Linked DNA regions of Mus musculus: regions 1, 2, 3, 4, 5 and 7 are each linked to region 6. A link is a contact called in public Hi-C and promoter capture Hi-C data. All regions are on one chromosome and are shown on one strand. The core of a region is the stretch at or near the end of the contact, and the rest is flanking DNA. Distances in the headings are between cores, read along the strand shown.

Evidence for each region. Promoter capture Hi-C pulls out the DNA fragments that hold promoters and counts their contacts. Hi-C and Micro-C count contacts between places; a contact is called where the count stands out from the background.
Region 1: a promoter capture Hi-C map of pre-B cells shows a contact between it and region 6, with 4 times the contacts expected there. The contact joins the promoter of Iars here to the promoter of Nup153 in region 6. A contact is called at or near these places in 1 of 39 promoter capture datasets (pre-B cells), 1 of 484 Hi-C or Micro-C datasets (B cells) and 1 of 9 other capture datasets (adipose tissue).
Region 2: a promoter capture Hi-C map of pre-B cells shows a contact between it and region 6, with 2.6 times the contacts expected there. The contact joins the promoter of Bicd2 here to the promoter of Nup153 in region 6. A contact is called at or near these places in 1 of 39 promoter capture datasets (pre-B cells) and 1 of 115 datasets of contacts at active chromatin or transcription factors (large pre-B cells).
Region 3: a contact with region 6 is called in a Hi-C map of B cells, with 6 read pairs. The contact joins the promoter of Ippk here to the promoter of Nup153 in region 6.
Region 4: a promoter capture Hi-C map of pre-B cells shows a contact between it and region 6, with 7 times the contacts expected there. The contact joins the promoter of Ninj1 here to the promoter of Nup153 in region 6. A contact is called at or near these places in 2 of 39 promoter capture datasets (hippocampal neurons and pre-B cells), 1 of 115 datasets of contacts at active chromatin or transcription factors (bone marrow-derived dendritic cells) and 1 of 9 other capture datasets (pancreatic islet).
Region 5: a contact with region 6 is called in a Hi-C map of B cells, with 6 read pairs. The contact joins the promoter of Fam120a here to the promoter of Nup153 in region 6. A contact is called at or near these places in 2 of 39 promoter capture datasets (cranial neural crest and liver), 1 of 484 Hi-C or Micro-C datasets (B cells) and 1 of 9 other capture datasets (adipose tissue).
Region 7: a contact with region 6 is called in a promoter capture Hi-C map of pre-B cells, with 5 times the contacts expected there. The contact joins the promoter of Nol8 here to the promoter of Nup153 in region 6. A contact is called at or near these places in 2 of 39 promoter capture datasets (cranial neural crest and pre-B cells), 2 of 115 datasets of contacts at active chromatin or transcription factors (epiblast stem cells and pro-B cells) and 1 of 9 other capture datasets (liver).

The regions. Positions count from the first base shown.
Region 1 is chr13:49,680,792-49,684,700 of GRCm38.p6, reverse strand. Iars (isoleucine-tRNA synthetase) reads right to left here and starts at 2,571. Exons shown (of 34, transcript NM_172015.3): 1 at 2,498-2,571. Gm25394 (a small nucleolar RNA gene) reads right to left here and starts at 400; the gene lies at 268-400.
Region 2 is chr13:49,340,166-49,343,931 of GRCm38.p6, reverse strand. It overlaps Bicd2 (BICD cargo adaptor 2), which reads right to left and starts at 2,383. Exons shown (of 7, transcript NM_001039179.2): 1 at 2,022-2,383. The coding sequence starts at 2,261.
Region 3 is chr13:49,419,677-49,423,211 of GRCm38.p6, reverse strand. Ippk (inositol 1,3,4,5,6-pentakisphosphate 2-kinase) reads right to left here and starts at 1,970. Exons shown (of 13, transcript NM_199056.4): 1 at 1,746-1,970. The coding sequence starts at 1,826.
Region 4 is chr13:49,184,953-49,188,855 of GRCm38.p6, reverse strand. Ninj1 (ninjurin 1) reads right to left here and starts at 1,327. Exons shown (of 4, transcript NM_013610.3): 1 at 1,219-1,327. The coding sequence starts at 1,293.
Region 5 is chr13:48,966,590-48,970,243 of GRCm38.p6, reverse strand. Fam120a (family with sequence similarity 120, member A) reads left to right here and starts at 2,184. Exons shown (of 18, transcript NM_001033268.3): 1 at 2,184-2,889. The coding sequence starts at 2,416. Fam120aos (family with sequence similarity 120A, opposite strand) reads right to left here and starts at 2,132. Exons shown (of 2, transcript NR_015601.1): 1 at 1,640-2,132; 2 at 339-1,306.
Region 6 is chr13:46,726,310-46,729,778 of GRCm38.p6, reverse strand. Nup153 (nucleoporin 153) reads left to right here and starts at 1,930. Exons shown (of 22, transcript NM_175749.2): 1 at 1,930-2,419. The coding sequence starts at 2,306. All of the region lies in intron 1 of Gm46412 (a long non-coding RNA gene), which reads right to left.
Region 7 is chr13:49,651,337-49,655,113 of GRCm38.p6, reverse strand. It overlaps Nol8 (nucleolar protein 8), which reads right to left and starts at 2,036. Exons shown (of 17, transcript NM_001271397.1): 1 at 1,432-2,036; 2 at 612-767. The coding sequence starts at 1,468. Cenpp (centromere protein P) reads left to right here and starts at 2,383. Exons shown (of 8, transcript NM_025495.3): 1 at 2,383-2,531. The coding sequence starts at 2,425.

The sequences.
Region 1 (3,909 bases), core at 1,322-3,821, 3.0 Mb before region 6:
CAGGATGTGTGCACTTAAATTAGATCCCTAGGAGAGGCTCCTTCAGAACACACTTGGAACACTATCACTCACAGTGCCCTGATGATCCAGTGATTTCTACCCCACCCTCTGTTAAGAACATGAGATCTAAACTTTCTGGGAAGCAAGAGGAGAGCTTTTACTGGACTTCCTATGCTGCCTCTGCTGTTCTCCAAAGACTGAGAACCACACTATTGTTCCAGCAAATACAAAGGCGGGGTGCAACAGCACAGACCGTTGTAGGAAGAACAATGTACCAATGACCGGGCTATGGCAGCTGCTGAGAAGAAACAGCTCCCATGCATAAATCACAGGGTTTTTCTAGCCCATTGTATCCACTGGAGAACCGTACCTGCACAACAGCCTCCAGCAACCACAGGGCAGTTTGGGGGGTGGGGGTGGGGGGCAGATGTGGGTGGAGAAGGGCCGGTAAAACTGCCAGGTTATGCACAGAAACCCATTTTCCTTCCACACACAATCCAAGCCTTTCTTCCTTATTTTGTAGTCCCTTCGGGACATTTTAGCTCTGCTTCCTCCTCTGCGATTTCATTTCCTTTTTGAGGCAGTCCCATAGAGTTCAGGGTGGTTTTGAACTCCTTGGGTAGCTGGGGATAACGCTGACCTTCTGATCTGGTGGCCTGTACCCTCCTGAATGTTGGGATTACAAGTGTTTTAGGTTTTTGTGTGTTTGCTTGTTATTTGTTTTGGTGAGAGCCCAGCCTGCTTCTGCTTCTGGAGTCTTGGGATCAAAGGTGTGCTGTGCACCACAACTTTCCAGCTCACAGGTGTGCTTTGGGGGGCCTGGGGCTTGAACCCAGAACCTTATGCACACAAGGCATGCACTCCAGCTACGAACCATAGTCTTACCTGACCGTTTAGCTATTTATACACTATTTCCACCAACCTTTGCTTAAGATGATCTCAACTTATCTTGACAAAGTATCCCACAATGCCATGGGTGCTGCTGCTTATGTTGACACACACCTACCATACCATCACTTGGGAGGCTGAGGCAGGAGGACAATTTGAAGCCAGGCTAGGCTCCACGGGAGAGGCATACATCATCATCTTACTTTTTACACCTGACGTCTCTTTTAACTCTGCTAAAGGGATCCACTATTCATCTCTCTAATGTGCACAGGTATTATCTGCATGTATGTTTCATGTACCATGTGTGTACTGTGTTCCACAAAAATGGCATTTCATTGTCACTCTGGGTGTCTCTTCAGAGGAACAAGTGACTAAGACATCATCATCATCAACAACAACAACAACAAAACACAAGCCAGTCAAACAGAAACGCCCCTCCACATCCACGGGGTACTGGATTCAGGATCTGTTGGAACACCCAAATACAAGGATGCTTAATTCTCTTATAAACATAGTATTAGCCTATAATTTACATGCATCTGCCGGTGTATTTTAACTAATCTTTACTTATCCTACCTAATACATTTAAATCCTAGATACACAATTGCTATACTATATTGCTTAGGAAATAATGACCAAGACATTACGTTTGTACACGTACAGTACATGTCACTACTACAGACCTAACCACATAGCATGAGCACTGGCTGGTTGAAAGCCCAGATGCAGAACTAGTAGTTAGAGAAGACCAACTCTATACTTTCTACCTATACACTGAGAAACAAAAGAGCAAGTCTCAGATACACTAGTTTGCATTCTGTGAGTTTCTCAATGATTTCGGCTTATTTCTCTAACACAGTAAAAAAGAGAACAAATTCATGAGGTTGAAAACGAAGTTATTCTCTCACATATTCATCACGCACACGTCCCAAGCCAAAATGACAACAACGACCCCCTCATCTTCTGTCCAGACAGGATAGATTTATATAAACCTTGGAGTATAATCTCTGCCCACCTTCAGTCCAAGCCTATAGGAGACCCGGATAAGTTATCTCTTCACACCTCCAAACCCCAATAGTTTGTTCTGTAGGGCCGCCAACAGTGAGCTTAAACTGCATTAGCAGATTCTGTGAGCCCAGGACAAGCGTGCAGCGCATAACCTACCTACCTTGGTACCGAGAGATAAGTACACGCGAATCCCAGCACAGTTGGGAGAAGCCCAGACTCCAGAAAGACTCCTAGGTTAGTTCTTTTAAAACACCTAACTTGGCAGTGACCTCAATCAGATTCCGATCTTCTCTCGGATACTATGTCACGCTGCATTCTCACAACTCCCTGCTCATAAGCCACCAAGGTCCCACTAAGTGAAGGGGGTACTTCTAAGGATCTCAGTCCTCCACCCAACGAGTCAGGCCAGAATCTGCGGGCAGCTCTGAGTTCTGCAATGTTACTCTCCCTCCACGAAAGCTCTCTGGAAATAGCTTTGTGCCCGCAGCTCACTCACAGTGAGAAGCAGCGTGCTCCTTTTTCACCGCCTCGTGCTGTCTGGAGGTTGTTACACGGGCGGGCCTCACTCTGCGGCCCAGAAGGACAAGAGGGTGCGGCTTACCTGGGAACCCGGAGAGCTCGCTCAGGTTGCAGCCTGCGACCACGTTCCGCGTCTGGAGGTGATGCAATACTGACAGTGCCAGGCTCAACCCCTCCGCGGCGCCCAATCAGCGTGTGCCATCCAACACCTACAAACAACACGTGTGGCGATTGGTCCGTGCATAACTGCAGAGCAGGATGGGAGCGTCCCTGCAAAGGAAGGAGAAGACGCTCCAGAGCCCTAACCCGGCAAGTCAGTGGCTACTCAATGTGGCAAAGTTTTTGCCTTCTAAGTCTTGGCCTATGAACGAGAGACACCCTTTCGTCCTGGGTCCATATGTCAGTACTCTCTCTCTCTCTCTTTTTTAAAAGGGTTTGTTTATTTGTACACAGTCTCCTGCCTGCATGTATTCGTTGTAAGCCAGAATGGTGAAAGCTTGGGGTTGAACTGGAGACCTCTGGAAGAGCAGCCAGTACTCCTAACCTCCGAGCCATCTCTCCAACCCCAGTATTCTTAAATATATGTCAATATATGTGAATATTATTAAATATATGTGAGTATATTTGAGATCTGGACATTTGACGCCATATAAAATTAGTTTAGACTCAGGGTCTCTTGTATCTCCTGCTGGCTCCGGAACTCCTAAGCAGCTAAGGAATGACCTTGAACTGCAGAACTTTCTGCCTCCACAATGGGAGTTACAGAAATGTTCCATCACGCCTGTTTTTATATGGTGCGGTGGATAAGCCGGCCATTTGTGCACCATAGCCACACACTGCCAACTGAGTTAGATTCCCAGCTGTGATGGCATCTAAAATTTATGCTACATATGAAACTTCTGACAAGTGACTCCCACAATTATTTTGGGAACAGTACATATTAACCTGGAGACTACTAACCATGTGGTAAATGGCAAGAGAAGGGAAGAGGGTCTGACAATAATCTGAACCCTTTATTGAATGTCATTGCAATGGTTCTTTTCATTTCAAAATTTTGCTTATGTATCATTACATATCTACTTAGTACCCTTCGGATCCGGCCTAGAACAAATGAGAACGTTGACACCAGTCTGTGAAAGTAAGTTTTGGCCTTGATAAATTGACAGCGTTAATTAGGTAAATAAGTGCCTATTTTATTAATGACAGAAAAACAAAAACAAAAAAACGGATTTGGCCTAAATGAAGTAGAAATCTCGGCGAGTTTTAGAACATTTTGATAACTGTTGAGTGTTTTATTCAACAGTTCTAGGCCCTATGGTGTCGAAAATTAGATGCAGTGTTTGCCTGTGCTTCTTGCTTTCTTAATTATGAGTATCCTTATTAACCAGAAATATTTGGAGTTTTTAAGCTTTGCATTCTTTAAATTGCCAATTGGTTCACCTCATGTTTATCCTCTGATCAGCGTGCAGAAATAGAACAAAGGTCCCTGCACAA
Region 2 (3,766 bases), core at 1,134-3,633, 2.6 Mb before region 6:
CACAAACTTTTGGCAGCCCTCTCTGAATCTGATGCATTCCTCTGGATTCTACTAGAAACTTCTGGAAGAAACCTTATCCCACCTCACAAAGAGGAGAGGAGCAGTCTGCCCAAGCCTATATATATAGCCAGTGTGTGGATGGCATTAGGCTAAGCAGATACCTAAAGGGCAACCAAGAGACTAGATCACGTGTCCTGAGAGGTTTTCCTCCAGATAACGACAAGGCTATATGTAAACCATTGCTCTTCACTGTGCCATAAAATGATTCCGCCCATAATAATAATCCCATGAGGCTGACCAATAGAAGTCACCAAAGTTGGGACCAGCTAGCCTGTTTTCACTGCACATAGTACTGAAGAAAACCTGTTAATTCAGAAGAGGACAGTGAGCTTCCCAGGAGAGGTTCACAGGCATTCCATAGGAAGTGGGAAGGCAACCCATCTGTATGTGCAAAGGGAGTGGCACTATAATTAACAGTTGCTACCTGCCTGGAGGACCAAGGAGGGGGGAATGGGAGCCCAGAAGACTAGATTTGGGAAGAGGACACACCCACTCCATATTTTCACTCCATATTTTCTGACCTTCATCTATCACATCACTTTACATGCCCCCCCTCCAGGGGGTTGCCTGCCCCTCCCCCTCCAGGGGTCCCACTCCTTTGGTCAACCCTCTGCCAAATGAAGCCAGGCTTGGGAAAGTTACTAATGTCCTCTGTCAGGCAACAGATTTGAGAATCTGTGTGAAGACTCAATTCCTACCCGCCCAAAGAAGCAGGCACTTCTGGGACTCACCCAGCCCTGCTCTACCCAGACTTTAAGGACTCATTCCCCTAAAAGTCAGAGAGGCTCTCAAGAGTTCAGGCATCTATCCAAAGCTGACTGGGAGCAGAAGTATCAAAAGATGAGCCTGTGATTAATACTCAAGAGCAGAACTGAGTCTCACAGGGAAGGGAAACTGTTGAGATAATCCAACAAGCTACCTGTGTGGCCCCATGCCAGGCCTTTCCAAATATAGAATACTAAAAGCAATACTTCTGGATTGGCAAAGCTGTATTCCTACTTTGCAGAGCTGGAAGCTAAGGTTTGAGGAGAGCTTACCCATGGCTCACCCAAGGCTCACCCATCACAAGCAATAAGAAGGGGTTGGTCCAAACTCAAGTGTGTCCTTCTCCCATAAAGCATTTCCCCCAGTCTCCAGAACAAGGCTGGGGAGTCAAGAAGATGGGAGAGTTACTAATACTTAAATCATCCCAGAAAGCTTACCCAGGTCCCTCCTACTGCCCCTCCCCAAGCTCTTGGCCAGCCTGGGAGTCTAACCTCTCTTCCTACAGTGGGATGACACAAAGTACCATGTTTCCAACAGAAGAACACAGACTCCACGGTGACAGGCAGGCCCTAGGAGGCAGAGCAAGACAGGAAGCGGTCGATGGAAGCCATGCATCCCAGTAGTGGGAGCACCATTAATGAGATGGGGAAAAAGCAGCTGGTTGAGCGATGGATATCGGGAAAGCCGGCCTGTCAAGGGCCATAGGCAACCAGGGGCTGCGACTCACTCAGCCCTGTATCCATCCCTTCCCAGCCTCAGGCGGTCACGAAACCTGATGAATAGCACAGAAAGCAGCTGCTCCAAAATGGGGGGGAAGTGATTTGCTTGAAGGTGACAAACTGTGGTCAACCAACCCCAGGTCCAGCTTTTCCCTGGGGTCACTTGCACGGACAGCCTCAGTTGTAAGGGCATCATCTGCTCCCCACCAACCACACAGACACACCCTAGGCAGCAATAACCATAGCAGGACATCAGTCCTCAACGAAAAGGCCAACAAGGCCTGCAAAGAAAACTAGCGGGTGAGTGGGGCTGCAGGGAGTCTGGACCCCAGCAACCGGACACAGGGCCGAACAGGGTCCCTTCACCGTCACTGCCCGGGACCGCAACTCTAGGTCTCCTGCCCCACCCCTGGTACCTCCCACCACTGGGCAGGGTGACCTTAGCGCCCGAGGCAGGGGTCGCAGCCGACCACTCACCTCTTTGAGCTGCTCCATCTCGCTGCGGATGGCCTCATAGTCCACCTCGAGCTCCTCGAACTGCAGCTTGAGCTGGTGCTTCTCCTCCAGCACCGCCAGTCCATACTCGGCCGCCTGGATCTTCTCACGCGTGGTCTCGGCCAGCTCGTGGGACAGCCGCTTCACCTCGGCGCGCAGCCACTCCGGCTGCGCCTCCATCACCAGACGCGCATACTCCTCCTCCTCCGACGGCGCGGACATGGTGGCCGCGCGCCGAGGCCGGCTCCCACCTTGGCTCCCACAAGCCGGGCCCTCTTAGCCGCCGCTGCCGCCGCCCAGCCCCGACGGCCGCCCGCGCCGCCGCACTGCTCCTCCCTGACGCGCGCGGAACACTGGGGGCTGCAGTCCCACTGAGCATGGACTACACAACCCGTAGTCCCTTGCGCCCACCTGGTCCGCGCTTGTGATTGGTCTAAATCTCAAGGGGGCAGGCGCCTAACGTGACGCAAAGCTACGTCTCCCTTAGCATTGTGGGAGATGTAGTCCTATTTTACGCTCACTGCTTTGCCCGTTGTGCTCTGTACCCGCCTGGCTCCAATCGTTGATTGGCGGGCGCGTCTGACGTGACAAAAGTAGGGGTGCCACCGACCCCAGCCCAGGGACCCGGCAGCCACCCGGAGAACCTCAAGCCTTCCGCTCCCAGCCTTTGTGGAGTAAGGTGATCCGAGCTGTGGATATCACGAGTAAGATTCGCGTCCTGAAACGTCAGAGCATGGCTGGTGAGACTGTGTGGCGCGCGCTTTATGCGGAATTTGAATGACTTGTGGCGGGCCGCGGGCACTGCCAAAAGGATGCCAACAGCCTGACGCTAGGGGCTCAGGGGAGCCCAGGCCCGGATACTACTTCCTCTTGTCCATTGTCCGTTAGGATTTTCTTTCATGGAAATGAAGGCACCTCCGTGAGCATAATGTCAAAGGTGTATTTAAATGTTGTCCGTCCCCCGTTTTCGGCGAGACGTAGCTGTACTCTTCACTATAATTCTAAATAAAACTTCCCTCCTTGCATGGTGATTTGGATATAACAAGCGTGTTGTTCCCTTTCTCACTGCACACACCCCCGCAACACCACACCCTACAGCTGCGGACCACCATCAAACATAGAGGTCAGCTGGAGAGATGGCTAAGAGGATAAAGCTCTTGCTCAGTAAGAGCAAGGACCTATATTTGCGCCCCTAGAGCCCACCTAAAGCACAGTCTATCATCCCAATGTCCCTGAGGAAAGATGGGAGGTGGAAATTGGAGAATCCCCTGAAGCTAGGCTGGAGTATGAAAGACAGGGGCGGGAGAGAGGGGGAGACAAGAAAAGCAGAGATAACCAATCTCAAACAAGATGGAAGACAAAGACTGACAACTGGATCTTGTCCTCTGATTCCCAGTGCATGTGGGGCCTGTGTGCCCACACAGGAACATGAACCCACTTCACACACACACACACACACACAGGAACATGAACCCACTTCACACACACACACACACACACACACACACGCGCGCGCGCGAAAAGAAAATCTAGGATCAACACAAGAATTGCATAGTAAATCAACTTGGTGTGGTGGAACACACCTTTAATCTCAGCACTTGGGAGGTAGAGGTAGAAGAATTTCACGGCCAGCCTAATCTACATGTCAAGTTCCAGGCCAGCCACGACTAAATAGAGAGACCCTGTCTCAAAAGAGAGAGAGAGAGAGCGCTGTATAAGTAAATGTG
Region 3 (3,535 bases), core at 721-3,220, 2.7 Mb before region 6:
CTTCAAGTCACACCCTCAGGCTGCATGGAGGGCCACCAGTGCTAAAATGCAGCAAGTTCCTGCCCAAGAGCCCTCGGGGTCTATGCCTGAGCCTGTAGACAGGACAGTGACCAGGTGGCTGACAGCCTAGTGAGTGGGTCAGAGGGCTAGCTGAGCCAGGTGGACAGGGATTTAAGGTACCGTACCTGAGAATGGACAAACCGCAAAGCTGTCACAAATCACGACGTAACTCAGACTGACAAGTAACAGTGGAAACTTCTGGAGGTGTTGCTAGGGGTAGGGGAGACAGAGAACCCTGATACAACTCTTCTCTGTGAAACTGGCTAGCGGTCCACCTTCCTGCGCACCCAAGCATGCCCCATATACTCCTGCAGCCCTCACTGATCTCCTCTACCCCAAGACCCCAGGTCCCCAGAAGGCTCATTTTCTCTCTCAATCCGTCTGCACGTGGCAGTGACAGCACGGATGTCCAGTTCCCCCACCCCAGCCCAGCTCCTGCAGGATGGGCCTAAGGATAGCTGTGTATGCATGCTACAGAGGAGGAAGGGCTGACAGGGGACTTTAGAAGAGCTTTTCAACTCAGTGACTGATGCTCGATCAGAAAGAGTGAGCATGCCTGGGGAGGCTAGGTAAAAGCCTCCCTCTCTCCAGGACTGGATGAGACAGGCCTGGGAAGCTGAGCAGAGAAACAAAGCTCACCTGCTCTCAAAGGAGAAGGGGGACTACAGACATGCCCAGGACCGAAGGGAGCAGAGTTTCTCCACCCCACTTACATTAGCACTCCTTGGTCACAAAAGGCCTTAAAACACTTCCAAGAGGGGCCTTCTCCTCTTCAGTCTACATTCTGAACAAATACACCAGGAGGTCAGAGGTGCCAACTAGACACAAGACCCAAGCTCTAGGCTGCTCAACACTCAGTACAGCTCCATACAATCTGAACTTCAGAGAGACAAAAGTACATCCTATTCCTCTCTTCACTTTCCTAATGCAGCCTACTGCTTCTCAGTGGTGGAGGTGTGAATCACCCCAGCTCCCTGAGTTATTAACCTTCTCACATGACACCTCCCCGCCTTCTACTCCCCCAGCCCACCACATTCCTGCTAGCTTGTAATCAGGCAGCAAAATGTCAGAGAAATCTGGGGCTGCACACAGATCCATCCATATGCTTCTCTTCCTTTAAATTCGCCTCCTTGGAAAGGACTACATCTTCTGAAACCGCCTTTCAAGTTGAACGAAGGAGAAACCATTTAAAGTATATGATCGGGACGCGAACCTGTGGCAGCGCCCCGTTCCTGACAGCGCAGCAGCAAGGCAGAACACCAGCTCTGTGGTTTCTCGAGGCTGAACTCCACTCGGTGGGCTGACAGCACTCTGGGAACTTTCCCCTGTGCTGCCCAGGCCCTGGTCCAGGCTCAGCCTCTGGCCCACCGTTGCCTGACAGTAAGACGAGCATCCCGGGGGAGGCTGCACGGTGTGAGGCCACGCGGCACGCACAGCGCATGAGGAAAGAGTACTGACGGGACAGAGAGAACCGAGAAGGGACACTAGGAGGAAAGGGGAGCCAACGGAGCTAGGGGTGCCGGGGATGAGTATGGAGCAGAGGAGGGTACTGTGGGGGTGCCAGGGAACCACCCGGGCGGAAGCTGGAGGAAGAGTCACGACCTGGGTACCTGGACGGTACCAGGCACAGAGCTTCGGGAGCCGTCGGGTGAGGCCCGGAGCCGGGCTGCCCGCCAGCCGCTCACCTGCGCGTGGGCCACCACAAGGCTCTTGTTGCCTTCGCCATGGTAACTCCATTCATTCTCGTCCATTTTCCCCTCTTCCATGCCCCGGCGCCCTGGAACTTCGCGGGCCGGGACGTGGGGACGAGAGCTGGAGGCCGCCCGCCTCGCAGGGCTCCCGCCGCAGCCGTCTGAAGAAAAGCGCCTGTCAGCTGCCGCCTGCGCTCTCAGCGGCGGCGACTTGCAGGCAAGGAGCGCCGGAAGCCACGCCCCCGGCGGCCGCCATTCCCAGAACGGTCAACTTCCGGGTCCCGCCCACCTTACCCTCGACGTCCAGGGTGGTAGGTGGAGTGGAAGCCATATTATGTGCTGGCAGAGTGACTCACTTCCGAAACGCGGACCTGGGAACCGGAAGGGAGGTTTCCGGATCTGCTCCCGGACCTTGAGGCCGGCGGCTTCCTGGCGCCCCGAGTCCGAGGCGCTCACCCTCGCACTGTCCTAGGGCCACGGCTGGATCTTCGTGGGGCTGCAGTAAGGCGCCGGGCGACTCTGAGCCTCCGCTTACATCTGTAGAATGGGATGCACCTTCAATGGCCTTGCTCCGGCCAAGAGAGCCATTAGGTGGTGTTCACACTACTCCGGGAAACGTGGCGAGGAAACCTCACCGTGGAGCCTTTGCCCCAAGACATCCAGAAATGCAGATGAGGCAATAGACTCTCCCACCCCATCCCAGCAGAAAGCAATGACCTCAGTTTATCCTTTAATGCGGGGAAGATTGGCCCTGCCTGGTAGAGCTGCCTAAAGAATTATATGCGGTCCTTGTGCTCTTAAAAATGATTTGGGGCTGGACATGGTGATGCTCTCAGCATTCTGGATGTGGAAGCAAGAGATTTCTAGGAGTTCGAGACCGGCCAGGGTTACTTAGTGAGATCCTGTCTCAAACATAATTTTCATATTTGTGTTAAATTGTTTGGCCACAGCACTGAATATTGCTGTAACTGGTGTATGTGAAGAAAATCCAGCTTAATGCAGGCAGATAGTATGGGTTTTTTTGTGTTAATTTTTCCAAGGAAGACTGGGAAAAAAACAAAAAAACCTGTTCATTCTAAATAGGACACCAACAACAGACTGAAAGATCCTAATAGAATGTAAAAGGTCACAGAAGCCCTCAAATTGGCAAAATAGATTTCATTGTTAGTAAAAGTAGCTTCACTGATTTAGAAAAATAGAGGTGCACAATGCTCTGGCCGCGCCTTGAACCCGTGTGTCTGCCAATGTTCTGACCGTTCCTTAAACCCAGGTGTGTGCCCACTGCTGCACCTCACTGCGAGGTGTTTGTGATATTGGTTGCTGGGATAGAATCGAAAAATCTCCCCAGTAACCACAGCCGGGCCAATCCAGAGTTGCTCCACCTGCACCAGACTCTTTCCTTGTACCCCTCCCATACCCATTTCTTAAGAATAGACATTGTTTAGATCTGGAAATCCCCTACTCCCCCCTTCTCCTCCCCCCCCCCCCCCGTGAGGGCCTATAAAAACTGGGACCCCTTTCCCCTCGGGGTCAACTCCTCTACCCCTGCGTGGGATACAAGTCGTCCCCAGAGCTCTGGCTTTCCCCCCAATAAAGCCTCAGGTGGTTTGCATCAAGTTTGGTCTTTTGTGAGTTCTTGGGGGTCCGCTATTATCCCGAGACTTGAGCGAGGGGCTCCTCTCGGGGTCTTTCAAGACCACAGAAATGAATGTACCCAAGTATAGCTTGGTGAACCAAATGAATTTACAGGTCATGCTTAGAGGAGCATGGGTGAAGGGTTATTT
Region 4 (3,903 bases), core at 78-2,577, 2.5 Mb before region 6:
GGAGGCTGCTGCTCAGAGACAGCCAGTTTCCCTTCAAATCCGCAGCTGAACCACGGGCCCACCTGTTCCTGATTTGCATCCCTTGTCCTTAAAGGCCTAGAGATCACTGGTTCTTTATTGTAGACCCACATACAAAAGGCCCAGACAGTTGATGGGCTCCCTAAAGGAACTCAGCCCGGGGTGTCCCTGGCCCACTGCTTCCGGAGTGTTCACACATTTTGGCAGAGCCCAAGTCTCAGCTGGCACACCTGAAGTAGTCCCAGGAGACGTTGGTGTTCCCTGTTTCCACTATATGGACCTGGGCAGAAAGTCTCTGTTCTGGTTTATTTTGCACCGCAAAGACTTGTGGAAAATCCCAGCCTGGTGCAATTCCCCACCCCACTCCACCCCATCCCTGGGGGGGGGGGTCGGAAATAGAAGGAATGTCCAAAGTCAACATGTCACCGAGGGACAGAGGGCCATGCGGGGTGGTACAAGTGAAGGCTCGGCCCTGGCATGCTCAGGCCCTGCCCCGGAGGTAGACTATGAGGTGAGGGGTCAGGAAAGATGGTCCCTCGACACAGGCATCCGACCATCGCTGTGGCCTTAGCAGGCTAGGCAGAGCAAACTCGAGGCAGGTCCTTACAGTCCTAGAACTAGCACCCTGACGATCGAGAGGGTGGCGTTCTGTTTTTCATAGGCAGGTGACAGCAGCAGAGACACAGCCACGGGTTTCCCCCTTATCACTGCTGCAGACGACCGTGTGGTCACCGTGTGGTGACGTAGCTGTCTGCCTGATGCTAGCTTCCAACCAGGAGGCGGTGACTCTTCTCCCGCCCACCCCAAGGCACGCAGGAGACAGCCCGGAGGCGTTGGAAGTTGGAGGATGGTGTGGGAGGCAGGAGAGTCCCGGAGAGCGGAATGCCAGCCTTCTCCACCCGAGGAGTGGTGCCAGCCAGACGCGGGCTCTGCACAGCGGGGCGACGGCAGCAAGCTAGACCGCCCGGCGCCTCTGCCTACCTGCTGTGCTGGCCCCAGACCCGTGGGCCACCACTTGCGCTAGAGACAGGTCAAGCACGACTTTGCCCGGAAGCAGCGGCCACCACCACCCCCCGCAGTGCGGACGCCGCGCGAAACCGGGCCAGACGCCCACAGGTGCCCGCTGACGTGCCGGGCCCAGAGAGGGCGGCGCCGGCCAAGGTCACACAGCAGCCGGGGCAGGAGGTGCTGAGAGCTTACCAAGGCGTCGGGGGAACCGGGGGAGCCCGGGCGCAGGTCGCCGTTGAGCTCATACTCCTCAGTGCCCGACTCCATGGTGCGGCCGCCCGGGCCGCCCAGCACACGGCCTGAGCGCACCCGCGCCTCCGCCACGGGCTACGGCTGTGCGCCCGCCCCCGGCCCGCCCCCGGCCCGCCCCCGACACGCCCCCCGCGCGCGGCCGCCCCCGGACTCCGCCTCCACCCGGGGCGGGCCGGGGCCTAGACGCCAGCTGCTGGAATCGCGCCTGAGCAGGATAGCACTTCTCCAGCGGCCTTGATGTCCCCAATTCTCAGGCTCCTTCACGATGGCTAGGGCAAGCAGCCCAGCGCCTGTCCTCGCGATGACATCGGGGGTCCCCAGGGACCCTGTCTCAAAGTTGTTGATCAAACGGGCCCCCCTCTGAACTTTGAACATAAGCACTTGATCTGTTTAAAAGTGAGGCCAAGGGCGAGGCACATGCTGCCCCGTGCTGAGGTTTTTTCCTTGGGGAGGACACGCCCTGAGGCTGTAAGTCCCTTCAGGGTAACTCAACACAGGAAAAGGGTGTCAACGGTTACTCCAGGTTTCCACTTTAGAGCCCTCAGCTGTTCTGCCTGGAGAATAGAACATATGAGGGAGAGCCTCTTGCTCTGGGTCTAGCTTGCAGCCAGCACCCCACTGTGCAGAGCCTGCGTGTGGCTGGCACTGGTGGAGAAGGCTGGCATTCCGCTCTCCGGGACTCTCCTGCCTCCCACACCACCCTCCAAGAGAGACCAGGGACCAGAGGGAAGCACAACAGCTTTAGTGTCCAGAAGAAGCTGACATCATAGCCCTGACATCTATACTCCAAGGGTATGACGTGTTGGTTGGCTACTGCAGTTCGTGGCCCAATGGACCTTTGTGCCCCAGTACCATGTCTTTTCCTGGCCTAGGAAGCTAGATGGAGTGTGATGGGGTGCTGTCGTCCGAGGAGACACACTAGATGCAGGAGTAAAAGCCAGTTGCTGTGCCTTCTTCCTTCCCACCCTGGCCTCACTCTCAGGCCCCATGCTTTGCCTGGCCTCAGGGGTGCCACACTCCTCTCCTGGTATCTCCTAGAGTCTCAGAAGGAATAAGGACGATGAGACTCTTAGGGAGATTACAAGCTGGGGCTCAGAACTACCGTTCCTTGATGGAGTGGTTCACCTTCTCTTTATGACCCTTCTTGCCAGCTTGTGTCTTAGCATAAGGCTGGAGTTTGCTAAAGGCCAAGTGAACCTGCGGACCCTCTGTCCCCTGTCTCACATCCAGAAGGAAGAGGATTAGAAATAAGAAATGGAGCCAGCCTGGTGGTAGAGGTGGTGGCACAAGCCTTTAATCCCAGCACTTGGAGGCAGAGACAGGTGTATGTCTGAGTTCGAGGCCAGCCTGGTCTACAGAGCAAGTTCCAGAACAGCCAGAGCTACATAGAGAAACGCTGTCCCAAAAACAAAAAAGATACCTGGGCAGAAGAGATGGCTTAGTAGTTAAGAGTACCGGCTGCTTGCAGCTCTTGACCGTCTCTCACTCCTCTTCCAAGGCGTCTTACATCCTCTTCTGGCTTCTGTGGGTACCAGACATACATGCAGGCAAAACACCCATCTACATAAAATAAAATGACAAAGAAAATTATTTAAAAAGAAGAAAGAAATGGTACCCAAGGCTGTCTGTATGCCAGGTCCTGTTGCAGGCATTACAGGCTGGAGCTAGACAGTAGAAATCTGTCCTGTGGAGCAGATGGACAGTCAGACACAAATAAGAGGCCAGCACTTTGTGAAGCCTGGTGCCATACTTCTTAAGAACAGGGCTAAGGGGTGAGGAGGGCTGGAGAGACGGCTCAGCAGTTATTAACCCTTGTTGCTCTTGCAGAGGTCCCGAACTTGATTCCAGCACCACATTGGAGGGGTCATAAGCACTCCAGCTCCAAGGGATCTGACAGCTTCTTTTACGCATGCATTGGTGTGAAATTTTTTTATTTATTTAATAAATAGCAATTATTTAACAATTGTTTTTGGGGTTTTTTTGTTGTTGTTTGTTGATGTTTTTTTGGACACAGTCTCACTATGTAGCACTGTCAGACCTGGAAACTCACTATCTAGATTAGGCTCCCCTCAAAGTCACAGAGAACTATCTGACTCTGCCTCCTGAGTGCTGGCATTAAAGGCATGAGCCATCGTGCCTGCCTGACACAACTTCAGATACACACACACACACACACACACACACACACACACACACACACATCTTTAATCCCAGCACTTGGGAGGCAGAGGCTGGCAGTCTGGTCTACAGAGCCCATTCCAGCACAGAACTACACAGAGAGACCAGAGAGACCAGAAAGACCCCTGTCTTGGAAAAAAAAAGAAAAAAAGACTGCAGAGGCAACACAGTTGGTAGAGTGATTGCTTCAAGTGTGAGGGCCTGATTTTGGTCTCCAGAATCCACCTAAAGTGCCTGGTACTGGGGTGTGCAGATTTATAATTCTAGGAATAGCAAAATAGGAGCAGAGAGAGACATGGGTGGATCCCTGGAGCTCATTGCCTGTTTGCTGTCCCCAGTCACAGTAATATTTCCAAGTTGAACAGGTGATCTTTACAAAGGGCCCTGGAGACCAGTACTTGCTCCACACGCGTGCATGGGGTACCCAACTCTTCAGGTTGTTTTCAG
Region 5 (3,654 bases), core at 935-3,434, 2.2 Mb before region 6:
CCTCTGCATCCTGAGTTCTGGAATTAAAAGGGTGAGAATTCTTGGAAGTCTATGGTCATGCAGTATTATTCATTTATTTTTCCCCTCAGTAGTGTGGTAATCACTTCATGAAAAGTTTCTCTAATACAGCCCTAAATGGAGAAAAAAAAGTCCCTAATCATATTGTATTCCCAAGCAGACTCTAAGATTTAGTATTTTTCAAATAGGATTTAGATATTTAGAAAATTTAAACATCACTCAACTCCTGAATTTTCTTTATAGCGTTGTTAGCCAAACAATTTCCCAATCATTAATAAGTTTGGAGGGCATACACAGTTAAACAGGGAAAGCAAGCATGATGAAATTTTGAGGGCTTTTATTATGAAAATGAATTTTAAAGTTCTCAAAATTCCAAAGCACAGTCTATACAATCACAGAGTACAGAAGTGACTACAAAAGCTGGCATTGCTAACATCTGTATAACAACCTGGGAGGCCACAGAAAGCCAAGGCTCTCTTAAGGAGAGTGATACTTTCTTTTAGAAGGATCACCATCCTACGGTCTTAAAATAAAATGTATGCTTAATTCCAAAATCATGGGTGCTAGCACAAAAGCTTTCTCCCCTCTCCCTTTTTAAAATAAATAAATAAAAGCAGTAATGTTTAAAAGAAATAAAAAACAGGCCAGGCAGTCAGGATGGCAAAGGGCTAGCCCAAGCAGGCCAGCAAACAAGAAACCACAACAAAAATAAACACAAACCTAAACAAGTGAATGAAATATATATGGAATGTAATCTTGTTAAGAAAATACAAGTGATTCATGTGCAATCTTGTATACTAGCTGTGAATTACATAAAACTTGATTATTTTGGGGGATGTTATTATTTAGTGAGGCTTTAAGTGTAATCTTAATTTCTAAATGACATGGAATTACTTACTCTGGGATTAAGTTTTCTACTCAGCTAGGCGGACTAGTGGCCTCATCACTAATTTTATACATAAGTGGCATAACGTATCGGGTTTAAAAAAATTAAGGAAAATCCATCAAGGCCCTAAGCGCATTTCATCTGTCTACATCACAGGAGCCTGTGTTTGAGATTGGTGGAAGAATGGGGTGTTATGATCACAGTTCATTGTATACACGCATGAAACTGTCAAAGAATAAAAATAGTCTTTAAAAGAAAAAAAAATTAAAAGAAACTATAGAATTCAGTTTGCCTATTCTCGAAGACTCTGATGGGGGGCTTTGAGTCTGCATGAACTTGGTGTTCTGTGCGATGGATGGGTCACTCCTGTGTCCAGTGCACCCCGCTCCAGCAGCGGCTTGTCTAGAAAAAGAACAGATGAAAAATTGAAGGTAAGCAAAAAAACAAAACAAAACAAACAAAAAAAACCGCTCCTTTTTCTTGGGGGAAGGGGGAGCGGGAGGCGGGTTTCATGTAGCCCAGGCTGGCTTCCAATTGGATGGAATGACCTTGAACTTCTCTGATCCTCTACTCTCCACTTCAGAATGCTGGGATTACGGCCTAAGCAACACGCGGGAATCGAACCCTGGGCGATCGAAGATCCCAGACAAGCACTGTGCCAACTGAGCTACGTGCCCAGGTCCCCAGCGGACAGCTTCTCCTTCAGAACGTTTGGTCCTGGCTCAGCATACGTACCGTCGGCGCCTGGGTTTAGCCGGACCCTCGCAGCCCGAGCCCCTGGAGGCAGCGCACGTCCGCTCGTCTCCGGAGGGCGGCGCACGCCGGGGAGGCTTGCCCCTCTCGGGGAGTCTCCTCAGCCGGGTCCCGACACCAGGCCGTGAAGCCGCCGTCCCGTCCCGGGAGCGACGCCATCTTGTCGCCGCCGTCCTCCTCCGCGGCTCGCGCTCCCGGGCTCCAGGCTCCCCCTAACCCCGCCGCGCGACACACGCGGCGGAGGAGGAGCGCTGGCTGCCGGCCACGCCTACCGGGCCCGCAGCCGCGAGCGGGGCGGAGCCAGCCTCGGAGGCCGCGGCCTCCGGGCGCGGCCTGCACGGGCCCAGGCGCCTCCCCGAACCCGCCCGGCTGCGGCCCCCTAAAGGGCCCGACAAGCCGAGTAGCGCTCCGCCTTCTCCGCCCCGCCGCCGCCGCCCCGGGAGCCCGGCCGCGGCCCCGGCGCCGCCTCTTCCGCCTCCCGCGTCCGCGCGGGCGGGCCCGACGTCAGCGCCGCCCCGCCCGGCCCAGCTTCGGCCTCGGCCTCGCAGAGCGCGGCGGCGGCGCAGGTCCCTCCCCAGACATGGCCCTGGGAGGCGGCAGCACATGGCGGCCGCGGCGGCCGTGAGCGCGCCCCCGGCCAGCCCCAGCCAGCCCTGAGGCTGCCCGCGCCCGCCGGCCGCGCCACGGCCCTGCCGCCCCCAGCCCCGCCGCCGCCGGCCCCGCCGCCGCCCGCGCGCGCGCGCCCCGCCGCCGCCGCCATGGGCGTGCAGGGCTTCCAGGACTACATCGAGAAGCACTGTCCGAGCGCCGTGGTGCCGGTGGAGCTGCAGAAGCTGGCCCGGGGCAGCCTGGTGGGCGGCGGGCGGCAGCGGCCCCCGCAGACCCCGCTGCGCCTGCTGGTGGATGCCGACAACTGCCTGCATCGCCTGTACGGTGGCTTCTACACCGACTGGGTGAGCGGCGGCCAGTGGAACCACATGCTCGGCTACCTGGCGGCTCTGGCCAAGGCCTGCTTCGGAGGCAACATCGAGCTCTTCGTCTTCTTCAATGGCGCGCTCGAGAAGGCCCGGCTGCACGAGTGGGTCAAGCGGCAGGGCAACGAGCGCCAGACAGCGCAGCAGATCGTCAGCCATGTCCAGAACAAGGGCACGCCACCGCCCAAGGTCTGGTTCCTGCCTCCGGTCTGTATGGCCCACTGCATCCGCCTGGCGCTCATCCGCTTCCACGTCAAGGTGCGGCTGCAGCCGGTTCGCCGGGGTCTCCCAGGGCTGGGGCTGGGGTCTCTTTGGGCCTGAGTCAGGATCGGGCCTGGTGCCCTTTGGACCGATTCCCTTCGGGTTTGGGTCAGGGTTGGGGTCTGGGGTCACTTGGACAGGAGTCACAGTTGGGCTACAGGCCTCTTCGCGCTTCGGGCTGGGCCTGGGATTGCTTGGGTAGCGATCAGAGTTGAGTCTGAGGTTCCTTGGCCCAGGGGTTTGGGGCTTGGCCTAGGGTCTTTTTGGGCTTGGATTTGGGTTGGACTTGGGAGGTCTCTTAGGTCACTGTCAGCGCTGAACTAGTTCCGGGAAGCCCAGCCTAGCCCAGAGTGAGTCCTGGGTGCCCCTGCCCGTGGAAGGCCTCAGCAGGCTTCAGTGTCTCTCAGGGCCCCTCTCGGGACATAGCGTGTCACCATGCCCAGGCTTGATGCAAGCTAGGCAGAGGGGCCCTAGAGCAAGATGGATGCCCGGGCCTTTAGGCCTGGTGTGGTTGAAGTCTACCCACCACATTCCTCCCTACTCTCTGGCCTCTGTGGGCCCATAGACTTGTTCATATGACACTTGAGGCTGGTGGATAGACCCTCACCCAAAGTGGGATCGGTGGTGTCGTCTCCCACATCCTCAGTCTTTCTCCTCCCCTGAGAGGCCGACAGGCTACCCACTGGCCTTATCCTTAAGCATATACCCATCTGTCGAAATTAACCCACTCTTTCCCAGCAACAGGTTTATCTTGGAAGTCTG
Region 6 (3,469 bases), core at 681-3,180:
GCCGAGAAGGGACCAGAGAGGAACAGTTCTGCTTGTTTTGTAGCCCTGGGGGAGAGAACACACTCAGAGTGAAGGCAGGTTGGGAAGGGAGGACACAGAAAGAGAGGAAATGAATTCTTTTCATCAACTTTGGTAACTTGTCTCAGGGGTTAAGGTCAGACACAGACTGTACCAACTGGTTACAGCAGGGTCTTTGATGTTCTGAAAGGTACTATAAGTTCAAAGGTACTGTAAGTTTTGTTTTATTAATTTGATTTCAATAGTGATTTGAATTGTACACTTTGGGGGTGGGCTGGTGCAAGAGATCACTTTTGGTAGTGGATTTCTGGTTGGCACTAAGTGCTTTCTGTCTGTACAGCTATTATAAGCAGAATCGTGTCCCTGTTGAGGTAAATATTCATTCTATTTGCAGATGAGGAAAGTGAAGCTTAGAAAGAAGATCACTAATCTCCCCAAGGCTACACAGCTAGTAAGTGACAGATTCAAACAATCTATTTGATTTTATAGTTATAAACTTTAGAACGCTGTTCTCTAATAGAACATTAAGTCTATGATTCTCCATAATCGATTCTTTTTCCTAATCATAGTTACTTATTTCATAAAAACAAAAAACAAAAAAACCCTGGGTTATAGTCCTGGCTTTGAGTGCCCAATTAGATATCCACCCTCTTTTATTTTTTTCCAAGTCAGTTCTCTATGCAGCCCTAGCTGTCTTGGAAAACGCTTTGTAGACCAGGCTGGCCTTGAAGTCACAGAGATCCATCTACATCTGACTCCTGAGTGCTGGGATCAAAGATGTCTGTCACCAGCCAGGCTCTAAATCGATACCCTTAATGGTGCCCCTTAAATTTTCTTGGTTTCCATATAGTCCATTGAATGACTAGGCTGGACCACATGATCACACAGACCTTTTGTCTAATGCCTGCATCTTTAACACGGTGTATCCGGTCTTTGAGGATACATTGTTTAGTCACCTAACTATAATATTAACTGAAGCAAATATATGTTTACTAGGGATATATGAGTCACCCTTAATGTGTGTTGATTGCATAGGTCATAATTGCAACCATTTACTGCGTTTCTTGTATACCAGGAAATCTACTGGGTGCTCTCTACACAGACGACCGCACTAGCTCCCCACAACTTTATAAGGTAGATTTAAATAGTAGAGTCATCCAAGGTCAAGTTTGTAAGTAGTGAAGCAACTCAGAATGCCAGCACGGTGTGTGTTGACAACAAAGCCCTTATATGTTTAATGAAACAGTAATGAAGTTGTATTTTTTGCTTTCGTTGAGACAGAATCTCACTATGAAGCTGAGGGTAATGTGTAACTAGCCATTCCCCTGTGTCTGCCTCCCAAGTGCCAAATGCCTTTCCTACTTTGTTTTTGGCCTGGGGATCGCGGCCACGGTTAATTTCAACGCGGTCTCCCCCCCCCCCCCCCCGGATTGTGATGCATTATGGTTCTTTGATTTTACTGTTTACTTCCATTCGGCTTATAATTGATGAATGGGAGATTACAGTATTCGTGTCGAGTGCCCTTCTGAATCTAAACAAGCAGCCAACCGCCGCCAAATGACCCGGGCTTTGTGCCTCTGCGGTGCTCCGTGGGTGTCCTTCCGCTATAGCCTGCCTTTCCGAGAATCCGCGTTCTGGCCAGAAAAACTACATTTCCCAGAGGCTCCCACGACAGGGAGCGCGGGCTCGGCCAACCCTTCCTTCCTTCACCCATCCCCCCCCGCATTGTCGCAGCGTGATGACGCAAAGCGTCGGTCGCGGAGGAGTGACGGTGTTCTGGCTCGCGACCGGGGCGGCCGCCTCAACAGCGGTAATAGGCGCAAGAGCGGCGGCGGCGGCGACGACTGCAGGGACGACGACGGCGGCGGCGGCGGTGGGGCGGGCGCAGCGCGCACAGGGGGAGGGGTTGGCGGGCGGCGCCAGCGGCCTGGACTGCGGCAGCGACGGCCAGGGCGACTGAAGAGGAGCCTCTAGCAGCGGGCGGTCGAGCTAGGCCTCAGCGGCGCCCGGAGCTGCTCGCGCCGGCCTCGGCGGGAGATCTCCATAGAGACGGTGACAAACACAGACGCGGGGGTCCGCACGCGGCCGGCGCTCCTCAGCCACCTCGGGGCCCTCAGCCGCCGCCACCGCCTTCCTCGCCGCCGCGCGCACTCTCAGTTCCCGCTCGCTCCCTCGCGGTTCTCGCTGTGTCTGTGTGTCGCCTAGGGCCGGGCGGGGGAGGCCCTCAGGCCGCCGCCTCTGCCTCTCCCGCCCGGGAGCGGTAGTGGGAGGCCGCCCAGGCTCCGCCATGGCCTCGGAAGCCGGAGGCATAGGAGGGGGCGGCGGCGGCGGCAAGATCCGGACTCGTCGTTGCCACCAGGGGCCGGTGAAGCCTTACCAACAGGGGCGACCCCAACACCAGGTACGGGACCGGTACGCCGTGGCGACTGGGCGGCTCCGGGCGGTCTCTTTGGGGGGCGGTGCGAGGACCCGGCGGCCCCACGTGGAGGGGACCAGAGGGCCTGAGGCTGGACCCGGGTGGCGACGGGAAGTGGGTAGAGCCTGGCCGGGCCTGGCGGCAGACACGTGGGATGCGAGCGGCCTCTCCCAGCCCTCCCGCCCAAGGGCTTTCCCTGGCGGGCACAGGGCGGGAAAAGAAATCTCAGGCTTCGGATATTCGGGCTGCTGCTGCTGCTGCTGCTTCTTCTTTTTTTTTTTTTTTTTTGGCGGGTTTTTGGGGGTTAAATGGTATTCCTCACGACCTCACGAAGGGAACAAGGGAAAGATGTGGCAACAGGCCCATCCGCTGGCAGGCTTTTTCTTTCTTGTGTTCCCGGGTTCAGGGTGCGCGGGGAGATTAATCTGCCACCGCGGCCCGGAGAGACTTGGGGAGGGGGCGCTGTTACCCATATCGTGGAATAATTTCGGTTTTAGACGCGTTAAATCATTAATGGTAGTCCGGTCCCCTCGTCTGTCTGCTTGGCCTTTCCAGATCGGAACACACTGGTTTAGCTTCTCATCCTTTCCTCTCTTAACTGAGTTATAGTTATGTGGCACTGAGGCGTTTTGAAAGTCCCTCGCCGCTCTTACGTCTGGTCTCTGATGCGTGGTTCTTCCCTCTCTTCTCTCCACCCCGCTCTATATACTGAAGACCAGAATCATCCACTCTCTACAGTTGACCAGTTCTTCAGCTCTGATCTCATACACCAAATATTTTTAATACTGGGCGTTTTCTAGAAGTTTAAGGTATTTCGGGCTCACCAGGGGTGTTACTTAAGCCACCGTATGCCTTCTTTGGGTGTTTATAAAAATGTCGATTCTTGTTGTAAACGAGATAGTTGGTTCAGAGAACACTTTCAGTTATTAAAAATTGTGAGAATTAAAACGTTAAAAACTCACTTTAACGAAGCCACTTTTTAAAAGTAGGAAGTGTATATTTTAAGCTTACTGAAGAAGGGCTAATATATAACTT
Region 7 (3,777 bases), core at 787-3,286, 2.9 Mb before region 6:
ATCTCAACAGCCCTCTCTTTACTTCTTTTTTTGAGACAGGGTCTCTCTATTATATAGGACTGGCTGTCTTGTAACTCATTATGTAGACCAGGCTGGCCCTGAATATACATCTGCCTCAACCCCTCGAGGTCTAGATCAAAAAATATCAAACACCACATCTAGCCTTAAGAAGCTATCCAAGCTCAAAAAGTGCATTCATAGATATTTATTCTTTGAAAGAAAATACTTTTTACCTCACCTGACTAAAGTCTGCATTTTTATAAACATGATCAAAATATTTCAAAATGAGTAAAAAAAACAAAAAACCCTGAAGTAATCAATTCAGACACCTCTTAACAGTATATTAGTGTGTAATCAGTTCAGACATCCTGATTGTTAGTGACACTCTACTTAATAAGATAATGTTAGAATGTTGACTCCGAAAATTCAAAGTACAGATGTTTTAGAAATTCAAATGTTTTATACTTTTTCTGGTTTCAAAATTAATTTTCATATGAAATAATCCAGGAAGCCATATATGATGTTTAGCGCTAACATTCAGCTCTGGGGTTGCTTCTCCTGTAATATCATTGACCTTGTCTGTTTTTAACTCCCTCGTGTTACAGATTTACCTTGGTCATCTTTCCGAGTGATGATCTCCACGTCAGAAACTTCTCCAAATCTGCCGAACTGATTTTGTAGGTCTGTCTCAGAAATGCCCTGTCCAAGTCCACCCACAAAGAGGCGCTTCATTTCTCTGTTGCCTTGCATGGATGTTGGGCATCTATCTGGAAAAGTTAATTTTGGACAGAAAAACAATTTAATAGTTTTCCAGAAATTTAACACAACTCTTTCCCCTGAAACTTCTGTGCCAACTTCATCTTATGAAGCTATGTCTCTTCATATGTATTGCTTTCAGATTTTATCAGTGGAGATTTTACAAAGGCCCTCCATCCACATTCTCAATGAACACACTTTGCAACTGCACCTAAGTACAGCACATCCACACATCTTCTCCCAGATGTTTTCTCTAAAACAACCACAGCTATTATATCTTATCCTTATTGATTTTTTATTCGAAGTACTGCCCTCCCCCATTCATTTCTACATTTTTACCTTAACATATACTGGCAAAAATAGTAAGCTAACGGATAAAAATAGCTTCATCCTGGAGCTCCAGTCATAACAAAGTCTGCAATTACAATAGTATGGCAAAATACAAGTGTCCCCTAAGCGCTGTTAAATCACAAAGACGGCAACTTAAGTTATACCTAAAATATGTTTCCCCACTGTGTGCCTGTATTGTTCAAAGCAGTCTGAGTGGATCTCATCGGTCAGGGGAGTAGGAGCGGTTACGGCTTTTCCCAGTGCCACTTAGAAAACAGTAGTGGTGACAGCAAGGATCATAATGAAGTCTAATTTTGGAACCCGGAATTGTTAACACTGTCCTACCAAGATTGCTGGAAACGTTTTCCAGAGGTCGCTCCATCTCGTTTAGCTCTCGGCGGATGTTCAGCTCTTACTCAAACCTTTCTCAAAAGTTGGCTGTCTCCTTCCAAGCGAGATCACTAAATAGCGGCAGAAGCCCAAAGCAAAGGCCAGCACTCTGGGAAAAAAACCTACAGTGTACCCCTTCTTGGTAGCCACCGCCCCATCCTTCCAGCCCTGCCCTCTCTCTTCGAGAAGCCCCTAAGGAAGGAGAGGAGAGGCTAAGCCCAATAGCCCATCACTTCTCACGAGCAAACACTCTTCCTCAGGGCGCTTGTCCGACTCAGCTCAAGCCCGGCGTAGCACTTAACGTCTAATAACACGTGCCGGCAAGTGCATTTTCCTTTCCTTCCTACAAAGTTTCCAACCCAATCTCCTAAGGTTCCGTTATCCCGCAGTTCCAGAGGGCTCTTTATTTCCTCCGCCTTCGCTTTTACTGACGTTCTGTTAGTTCTCCTCCACGTTGTAAAACTGACAGAGTGTGAGAAAGAAAAATAAAAATCGGTAATTCCTACAGAAAAGACACTCCGCCGCGTGGTTCCTGATTTCCGGTTCAAGTAGGCGGAAGTGAAGAAGCGGAACCAAAATAAAGAGACTCCTTTCCTCGTGCTTCCGAGAATCCGCCCCCTTCGGTGACGTAAGAGCTCGGCTGGCCCAGTGGCCGTTAGACGGGATGGGCGGCCGTTGGAGGGTGACGTGCAATTTGGAACGAACCAACTCGCAGAGGCGGCGGGGGTGTCTAGACGCTCGACGCGACATTTCGCGGGCCGTCAGGCTCGGGAACGTCGTCCGAGGCCGTGGGCGTGGACGCGCGACTCCCGGCAGCCTCTCCCCCCGTGAGCTCGAGAGTGGTCCGTTCCAGGAGCGCGCGCGCTCCTTGAAGTCTCCTGGCTGCCCGAGGCGCCCAGACTGCCATTCTCCGGGCTACTTCACCTTCAGGGTTCCACGTCGGTAGCCATGGATTCCGAGACCCGCGAACTGCGCGCCCTGGAGGCGGAGGTCGCAGCGCTGCAGCGAGAGTGCAGAATGCTGCAAAACGCTGGGGAGAAGGCGTCCGGAGCCTGGTACGTGGCTCGGGTCCATCCCTCCCAGCCCATGCCCTGTAGCACCCCGCGGACCTCTCAACCTTATGACAGTTCTGGACTCCGACTCCCTCACCCCCCCAAGACCCATGCTCAAGAACGTGGTGGGAGACGTCCTGAAATGTGAACTTGAATCAGTGTTCTGGGAGAACGATGACCTCATGAGTGTGTGAACGCTGCGTTTGGGGCTTATGACTTGATTATAATCAGCAGAAAATAGTTTCCTTAAGGGTTGTTTTCGCCCAGTTGATGAGAATCAAAGGGAAAATCTGGCTTTTCTTTAAGCAGTCTTTGCCTTCGGGAGAACAGCATCTAGATAGCTGGTTTTGTTTTGTTTTGTTTTTCTGGGTTTGGAGACATTGTTACTCTGTAGGTCAGGAACTGGCTCAATTTGATTTCAAACTCAAGAGTCTTCTATTCCGCAGCCCCCAACTCCCACACACAGTGTTGGAGTTATTACCTGAGCCACCATACTTGCTCTTGTCTAGTTGGGATTCCCTCCTTACTCTGGTTTCATGGATTTGTTTTTGTGACTCATCTAACGATGTAGTTAAGGGGCCCTGACCTTTTTTTTTTTTTTTTTTTTTTTTTTTTTTTTTTCTGCATTATGTTAGAAACATAAGGGTTGGGGGTATATAGCCCCAGGGCAGGGCAGCCTAGCATGGTCAAATTGGTATATATGGCTAATGCCTTCTATAGGAAACTGTGATAGTCTTCTGATTAGTTACTATTGTTAAGCCTTATTTAAAGGTAGTTGATCTGAGTGTTAAATAGTTAAATAGCTTGCCTAAGGTCCTAGAGAAATCCAAAGCCCAAGCATTGCCCATTCAAAGAGAGAAGGAAGGCTAGAACTAGCAGTAACTTAGTATCTTAAACATGGAAAAAAAATACCTTTTTTATTAGGTGTAATTTGGAACAGGTTCAGAGAACCTTAGTGCAGGAAACAAATTCTAAAGAAAGAGAACGTTGTTAACTGTTGAAAGAAAGAGGGAGATGTGTGTGTGGCCTCCAGCTGTGCATGCTCTTCACAGCAAGAATGGAGATGCCTGCTGCTGATTCAGGGATGGCCCACAGACTGGAAGCATTAAGATTAGAGTTGGGGAGCCTGCCAGGCTGACTCCATCCCTACTTACCGAGTTTAGAATTTATATTTTATCAACACAGCCTGCCCCTGAACTTTTGAAAAGTTCTTTGTCAGACCATGGGAAAATAGTTTCTTAACCCACCA